Linked DNA regions of Sus scrofa: region 1 is linked to region 2. A link is a contact called in public HiChIP or PLAC-seq data. All regions are on one chromosome and are shown on one strand. The core of a region is the stretch at or near the end of the contact, and the rest is flanking DNA. Distances in the headings are between cores, read along the strand shown. Region 1 overlaps MED12L (mediator of RNA polymerase II transcription subunit 12-like protein). Region 2 overlaps MED12L (mediator of RNA polymerase II transcription subunit 12-like protein).

Evidence for each region. HiChIP or PLAC-seq counts read pairs in DNA pulled down with a chosen protein or histone mark.
Region 1: a contact with region 2 is called in an H3K27ac HiChIP or PLAC-seq map of alveolar macrophages. The contact joins two enhancer-like sites. A contact is called at or near these places in 1 of 5 promoter capture datasets (liver) and 1 of 2 datasets of contacts at active chromatin or transcription factors (alveolar macrophages).

Annotation. Positions count from the first base shown.
Region 1 is chr13:91,507,434-91,511,443 of Sscrofa11.1, forward strand. All of the region lies in intron 16 of MED12L (mediator of RNA polymerase II transcription subunit 12-like protein), which reads left to right. It overlaps P2RY13 (P2Y purinoceptor 13), which reads right to left. Exons shown (of 2, transcript XM_021069624.1): 2 at 2,008-4,010. The coding sequence ends at 3,921. Among named protein-coding and RNA genes, the nearest start is that of P2RY13, 4.2 kb to the right of the region's middle. Within about 2 kb of position 2,473, at least 4 of the 83 cell types and tissues checked have an H3K27ac peak or open chromatin away from gene starts, as enhancers often do. A contact at or near this core is called in alveolar macrophages, where this site is marked.
Region 2 is chr13:91,358,542-91,362,598 of Sscrofa11.1, forward strand. The region is part of intron 11 of MED12L (mediator of RNA polymerase II transcription subunit 12-like protein); the gene reads left to right. Among named protein-coding and RNA genes, the nearest start is that of GPR171, 30 kb to the right of the region's middle. Within about 2 kb of position 1,505, at least 5 of the 83 cell types and tissues checked have an H3K27ac peak or open chromatin away from gene starts, as enhancers often do. A contact at or near this core is called in alveolar macrophages, where this site is marked.

The sequences.
Region 1 (4,010 bases), core at 1,223-3,722, 150 kb after region 2:
GAAATAACAATAACACTGGTAGCCTTCCTGGGATTATTAAATGTTACAGTATATTTAAAGTTCTTGTCACACCTGCCTGGTACATAGTAAATAGTAAATAATGTGTGCTGTTTCTGTTCTTGCTGATGCTGGCTGTACTACTGCTATTGCTACTAAGCTAGCAATCCTGGGCCCACTTCCCTCCAGTGCCAGCAGCTGGCACTGAGTTGTAGATGACCTTGTAAGCGGGACATGAACTTTCCAGGTAGCCGTAGTCTGCATTAGAGCCTGTCACCTTAGATCTGTCCTGCCTTCTAACTAACAATTTTGTTTGTCTCCTGTGGACAGATCTCACTGTTGGGCATTCATGTCCAAGAGTGCTGTGAATCAGTCTTTATGGATGTCTGAACCTCAAGCAACTTTTAGCACACTGGTTCTTAAAATGTGACCCAAATTGATAGCATCTTTGTCTCCTGGAAACTTGTTCCCAGGCTCACTCCAGCCGCACTGAATCAGAAACTCTGCGGGTGGGCTTAGCAATCTTTCCAGCTTGTTCTGATACCCAGTAAAGGTTGATAATCACTGGCTTAACACATGTGTTCTATATTTATATTACCTGTGTTTAGTTTCTATGTAAAATTGAAAATGTTGAGTTGTATTTCCAGACACTTCAAATGATTTGTAAATTCCACACTTTCCTCAATAGGGCTGCTCTCTTGCCGACGTGTATTCTCTTAGCTTAGAGACGCTGCTCGCTGTGGGTTCCTCGGCTCTAGAGGTTTTGTTCTGTTCAAATCTATGTGAACTTTGATCTATTAACTTTGGAGAAATACGGTTTGCCTGGGGTGATGGTCAGACTTTTTTAGAAGGAAGACGTCAGAAAGTTATGGAATGAGATGCTTTTAAGTAGATATGGAATATATTAAGTAATGAGCTTAATAAGATCGAATAGTTATTTTATACTCTGATGTAATGATAACTTGATCAGTCATCTAACTTCTGCGAGTTAGGAATTCACACAACTTCTCTGCCTCTTCCTTCTCCTTTTACAGTAATTTCTTTTGGTTTCTGAAGAATAATTCTGTGTGGGGCAATATCCTTTCCTACTTCCTCTGCACCCGGGGTATTCGGAAAGCCTTATCTAGTAAAAATAATTACATTTTAGCTTTTGGCAAAAGCCCTTAATTGTGCTCTGAGCTTATGCACTTTACCAAAGCTTTTTTTTTTTTTTTTTAATCCTCTTGCCTCTGTTCTATGTGTCATTAATTGGCTATAGTTGCTTTTCATCCTATGAATGTGATTTTAAGATGACTGGAATATGCCTCTTCTCTAACTTCTTGGTTGATTATTTCATTCTACACATCAGGTACTTTGCGTTTGACTATAATATTATTTTAATGGAAGGAAATATTTGTGTTTATGAAGGATAGATTTTCTATTGAAATTTTATTTTGAAAGTTCTTTCTAAAAAAGGTATTCATTATCTATAGCCATTCGGTGCATATTGAAAATATTATTAGAAGTGAAAGGCATAGGTTATATCACCAAGCATAGTTTGAAGGGTGGCTTAGATGCAGTTACTTAGTAGATAGAATCTGCTTGTGATTGTGTAATGTACTCAGTAACAGTAACGTGGATTTAGTGACATCTCTAATAGTTACCATGACTTAATATTTTTATTTTAGCAAATGAAAATCAGAAGTCTAAGTACTTTCTAAAAGAGTTTTGCTGACTGTAATTTGCCACAGCTACACATCTTGCTTAACCAAAACCAACAATACATAGCTGCAGCATTTTGTTAATAGCTTTAAAACTGAAATTACCTTCTGTCATAAGCTCTTTAGTAATCTTCCTTCCTGACTATTCACTAGTGAGCCCCCAAACACCCCCACTTCCCAGGCCTGTGTGCACATGCTATAGCAGACTAACTGAAAAGAGCTTGAGCTTTCAAGAAATTTATTATTTTGATTAAAAAAAAAAATCAGTGAGAATTGGCTTCCCTGGTATGTAAAAATAAAGCTAGTTTGGTATATTTTATCAAATACTTATTTATTGCACAATGAAACACAATCTCTGCCCACCGAAGTACACATGGCTTATCAAAAGTTGGTTACATGTGTGAGCCAGTAATTACAAAGCGGCATGAGAAGTACAGTAGTTGAGGTGTGATAACATACAGATGAGGGAGTGACTGGGTTTGGGGTTGTGGTGGGAACTTAGCCAGCTGAGATTTCATGAATCAAGTGATGGCAACCTAGGCTTTCATGGATGGATATGAGTTTTCTTGGTGAGTCAGAGGGAAATTTACAAGTGCAATGACACAGGGCAAAAAGGAGCGTGGCATGTTCTGATAATTATAAACTTCTAGGAGAGTGTAAAGTTGCCAGGATGAAGAACAGTTAGGAGAAAAGGCCAGAAAGGCAGGCAAGTTCCAGGGCCTTCAGAGCCTTAGAGGCCATGGAAGGAAGCCTGGGCTTCACATTCTGATGGTTGGAGCTAGTGACACATCTATGAAGCATGACTTCCCCTTTGTATGTTTTATCTAGAGGATTCAAATCTTCATCCCCAATTCCAAAACAAAATACTTAGTGTTTTGTTTTGTTTCTAAACTACAAAGCAATTCAGGAAAAAATGTGAAGGTAAATAAGTACAAGTAGGTCACCATCCTTTAAAAGTTTCCCAGTATGAATGTTATGGATTGTAGGACATATTCTATTTTAAATGTTTGAGAGTTCCCGTCATGGCTCAACAGAAGTGAATCTGATTTGTATCCATGAGGAGGCAGGTTCCATCCCTGGCCTCGCTCAGTGGGTTAAGGATCCAGAGTTGCCCTGAACTATGGTGTGGGTTGCAGATGTGACCTAGATCTGACATTGCTGTGCTATGGTGTAGGCCAGCGGCTACAGCTCCCATCTGACCCCTAGCCTGGGAACCTCCATATGCTACGGATGTGACCCTAAAAAGCCAAAAAATAAAAGTTTGTAATTCATTGTCTGTGGGAAGTATTGTGGGATATACCAAGGAAACATATTTTTGGTCTTCAGAACATACTGTCTTTCTTAAAGAATCTGAATCACCTGTGGGGGGATGTAGTCAAGAATACAGCTAGAGAAATCTGTGTCGAGGGCCCTAAAACATAGCCAAAGAGTGAGGGAAGTAATTGTTTTCAACCCGAGATATGAGGACAGAGCATAGAGAGGCTGACCCAGGAAGGCTTCGCTGAGTAGGTAAAGTTATTTAGCTACCATTAGAGAACTGGCCAGGCAGAGGGAGGATTCCAAAAAATGAGAATACAGTATTCTTGCCCTGAAATTGCGCATACTTAGGCTGTAAGCAGAGTATTTCAGTTACAATATTTTAGATATCTTAAGCGGCTTCATATTGTTGTTTGTGCCTCCCGTGGTGTAGTGACGTGCTGTGGAAGAGGTTCTTTGTCATTATAAAGAGAAACTCCTTCCTCCTGGGTGTCAGAGGACTTTCTGACCTACTCCAGGTGCTTTACATCGAGCATCCCTTTCAACCTCAAGCTTCAGTTTTTACCAAAGGACTTTCAAGGTGGGTTTATAGTTTTTAATAAATCAGCAAGGGGGATACAAAAGCACTAGTGTTGTTTGAATTACATGTGCGAAAGAGTGGGAGTGGAGGTTTTTTGGAATATGCATTTCCCCTTAATAAATCTTTTCCAAAATATGTGAATGCTCTGGAACATATGACCTCTAGTGGCCATTTGCTTTCTACTGCCTTCCCTTACTGATATTTCATTCTGCTTATGAGTAGATCTGCATGGAATTAAAATGTCTATAATCCTTTCTGTATACCAGGATACTGAAATGTAAGAAGGCATTTGTTTTAATCCATTTTTCTTTCATTGCTTAAATTTGATTTACATACTTGTCTTTTGAAGTCTTGTCAATACATAATAATTAACCACTATAAAGTTATCACTCTAGGATTATATTGTCTGACTGACTTGTATGATTTTCTTGGGTGGATGTTGTGATCTTTCTCCCTTTCATACATGGTACCCTTTC
Region 2 (4,057 bases), core at 255-2,754:
ATGAATTAGACATAACCTCGTTTGTGCCCACCTTCTCCTAGATAAGAAAAGTGTAACAAATGCCCCTTGTGTTGAGAATCTTTTTTTCATGTTTGGAATATCTTTATTACAGATGTATGGTAGCACCATTAATGGTGATCTGCAGGAGAATTAATAATGATTTTAGTTTACTCACTGCGGGTGGGTCCCTGTTCATGAGGTCAGATGGGCAGTGCTGGCAGTTGAAGGATCCTTCTGATTTTTGAATTTTGGGTCCATTCATCCTCTTTCCTTTGTTCTCATCTTAGAAGTTATTTTTTTCTTGTGATTTTCATACACGTAGTACATGAACACATTCCTGATATCAGGAATTCTCTATCAGCCCACAGCTCGGACCCTGTCCCACTCTTCTGCGCAGAAGAGGGCATTTTGGCACGTGTCTCTGCTGTGGGGCCAGATAGCTTAGATTTGACTCTCGGTCTGTGACTAGTGTCTTTGACATTTAACAAGTTATTTAACTTTTGGCGTCAATTTGCTTATCAATCATAGGATTGCTGTGAAAGCATCACAATAGGGCAGACCAGATTACAAACACTCATTGTGTATATGTGAGCAGTGATCTCTGTGCATTGTGCTCCATATACTTTGGAACACTTTCCTGGGCATTTATGTGCATATATATGAACATGTAACAACTGCAACAGGTTGGAGGACATAAATGCGATTGCCTTCTACAAAATGTTCAGCATGTTTTTTGTTTGTTTTTTTGCTGTGACTGAGGCATGTGGAAGTTCCTGGGCTAGGAATCAGACCTGCAGCACAGTAGTGACCCAAGCCCCTATAGTGACACTGCCTGATCCTTAACCCACTGGGCCACAGGAAAACTACAGTTTTTTTTTTTTTTTTTATGATTACTTGATATTATTCATCACTTTTTAGGTGTTTATTTTCTTTCAAGTCGTGGTATTTTCTGATTCTCTGGATTGGTAGGGTGAGATAATAATTTTATGCACACTGCAGTAATCTTGCCATAGCCATTCAAGAGTTTTTCTTTCTAGTGGCTACATCTTTCAGATTCATCCTAAATAATGGCGTTGTGACCAGCCCCTTTGATTCATTAAATTAGACCGGGGAATTCTTTTTTTCGTGTTTTTCCCTTAATCAACTGTTAGGTTTGTTGGATTAAATCAGTTGTTTTTTCCATATTAAGTAAGTGCATGTGTATGTCGGAACAAAATGTAAATCACCCCTCCCCCGTCCACCTCATTTTAACTTTTGGTTTCATGTAACTCGATATTCCTGTTACTCTTTGATTGAAAATATCTATTGAATCTACTATGTGCCAGGCACTGTAGTAGATGCTGAAAATAAAACCATGGAAAACACAGATCCCTGCTTTATATGAGCATTTGACCTAAGAAGTGTTAGAGGAGCAGGGAAATCTTTGGTGATTCACTCCTGTGGTTTCTTTTTCTGCATGTCAATTAGATTAGAAGTCTGGCTTTCCCTAGAGAGGTAGAAGTCGGGGCCACAACAGTGGGTGGCAGTAGCTGGGTGGAGTGGCACTGGGCTTTAGGCATCCTGGGATGCATGTGAATCACTTCAGAGATTTCCGTATAATCATTTAGCTCCTTGTGCTTCCAGTGATCTTGATTCGCCCATGGTTGGAGGAGCGGAAAGTATTAGGTCTCCCAGTTCTGCTACTTTTTTTTTTTTTTTTTTTTGTCTTTTTAAGGCTGAACCTAGGCACATGGAGGTTCCCAGGCTAGCTGTCTAATCGGAGCTATAGCTGCCGGCCTATACCACAGCCACAGCAACGCGGCATCTGAGCTGCTGTCTGTGACGTACACCACAGCTTACGGCAATGCCGGATCCTCGAACCCACGACCTCGTGGATACCAGTTGGATTCGTTTCCACTGAGCCATAATGGGAACTCCCCAGTTCTGCTCATTTTGATCACTGTGCCCTGGGCTATCTTACTTCACCTCTGAATCTCAGTTTTCCTCTCTATAAAATGGAAATAGCCACACCTCCTTCAAAGTTGGTTGTTGAGATTAGAGGTGATATATGTAAAACACTTAGTATCTGCTCAATAAGTATTTTCAGTTATTACTACTGCTATCACTGTGGTCGAGAATTTACAATTGTTAATATTATTAATACCATGCTTATGTTTTAATTTTTCTCAGGGCTAAACCCCACATTGTTGACCTCTTGGGTGGTTTGGTGCTTTTTCTCCATGCCAGGACTCAATTTCTCTCTCTTCCTCTCTGTCTCTCCTGTTCTTGTATATCCCATTTGCCTGTGTGTGTAGTTATAGGCTGGGGGGTGCATGCTGTGGATGTTCACCCACTTCTTGCTGTCTGTAATAAAGCACCGACATGAAGAGCTGCCGGTTATTGCCCCTGAAGAGTCCAGCTCTCACAGTGTTTGGGATGGTGAAGTACTTTCCTTTAATTGCTCAGGGATGTGCCTCCCTTTCCTAATGGATATTTAAAGCCGATACCTGTGAGCTAAGTTGTGAAAGATGGAAATAAGTATTACAGTGCCATGGAGGAGAATGCTTTGATGCCAGGAGCCTTGAGAGAGGAGGCAGAAGAGCTCAGAGCCTCTTGGGACCCCGTGTAGCCTGGGGGAGGTCAAGAATACCTTACAGGTTCTTTGACCTCAGGGTTGTTCTACTTCTTTAGTTCATTTCTCAAGATTTATCCTGTGGCTCAATTTCCATGAATTAGTTGGGTGATCTTGGACAAGTTATTTAACATGTCTATGCCTTGTAAAGTGGGGATAATAACAACTTAGCTCATAGGTAGTGAAAATTAAGTAATTCTGGAAACACATTTATCATAGTGTCTGACTGTAAATTGAGCAAGCAGTCAATAAATAAATGGTAATTCTCTGTATTACTATCACTTGCAGATTTGTCAGCCTTTCTTTCTTAGTGATTTTGAGAGTAATTAAGTTCAAACGAAGTTAGTTTGTCTTTTATATTTTCCATTAGAAGCAGCCGAAAAGATTTACATTTAAGGTCAGGTACTTTCAACCTTGTGTTTTGTCTGCTTCGACCAGTTAAAAGTGATAAGACTTGAGTAATGACTAGAATAAGCAGTGCATATCACAGAAAAACTATTCTGGAAAATATATTTTTGATCAGAATAGAAACAGATTGTTTTATTTGGTCAGGGCTTGTCTCTTCTATCATCCAAAATGTTTTACCAGGCTGAACACAGAGCATGTAACACGTACCCAAAAGAGTGATTTGTTTTACCCCTTGGTTTAAAGACTTGCCCAAGGTCTTTACTGCCTGTCAGAGACCCACCTCCAGAATGGCACAGTGAAGCTGAGAGGACGGGGCACTGCAGTTAGTAACACCAGCCTTGAACCACTGGGGTGTTACCCCAGAAGAAGTAGAGCTGCTGTTCTCGGAAGAAGGGAAGGACAGTGGGTGGACAGAGCAGGCCTGTCTGAGGGTGGAGAACTTCCCTTCTTGAGAGGATTTGAGCTTTGCTGACTTCCCCTTTTCCAGGTGTGGCGAGCCTGTCCTGTCTGCCTTTCCTATTTCATTTTTTTGGGTTTTGTTTTGTTTTTAGGGCCACACCATCGGCCTATGGAAGTTCCCAGGCTAGGGGTTGAATTGGAGCTGCAGCTGCTGGCTTACACCACAGCCACAGCAATGGGGGATCCGAGCCGCATCTGTGACCTACACCACAGCTCATGGCAATGCTGGATCCTTAACCCACTGAGCGAGGCCAGGGATTGAACCCACATCCTCATGGATACTAGTCGGGTTCCTCACTGTTGAGCCACAGTGGGAACTCCTAATGCCTTTCCTTTTGCATCTTTAATTCGATATTGAAATATCACTCTTGGCCTGTAGAAAAATAGGAATAAAAACCCAGCAACCATCCCCCAAATTCCCATGGTTCCATTGCTGAAGACAGATTTTCTGGCCTAAGAATCATCTGTGTGAAAGACCTTTCTTTCCTTGTAAGGTCACCTGGTTTTCTCTGATTTGATCCTTTATGTGCCTCTTTGAACTTTCAGGAAGAGGTGCTTTGTCAGTTCTTGGGGCTGGGG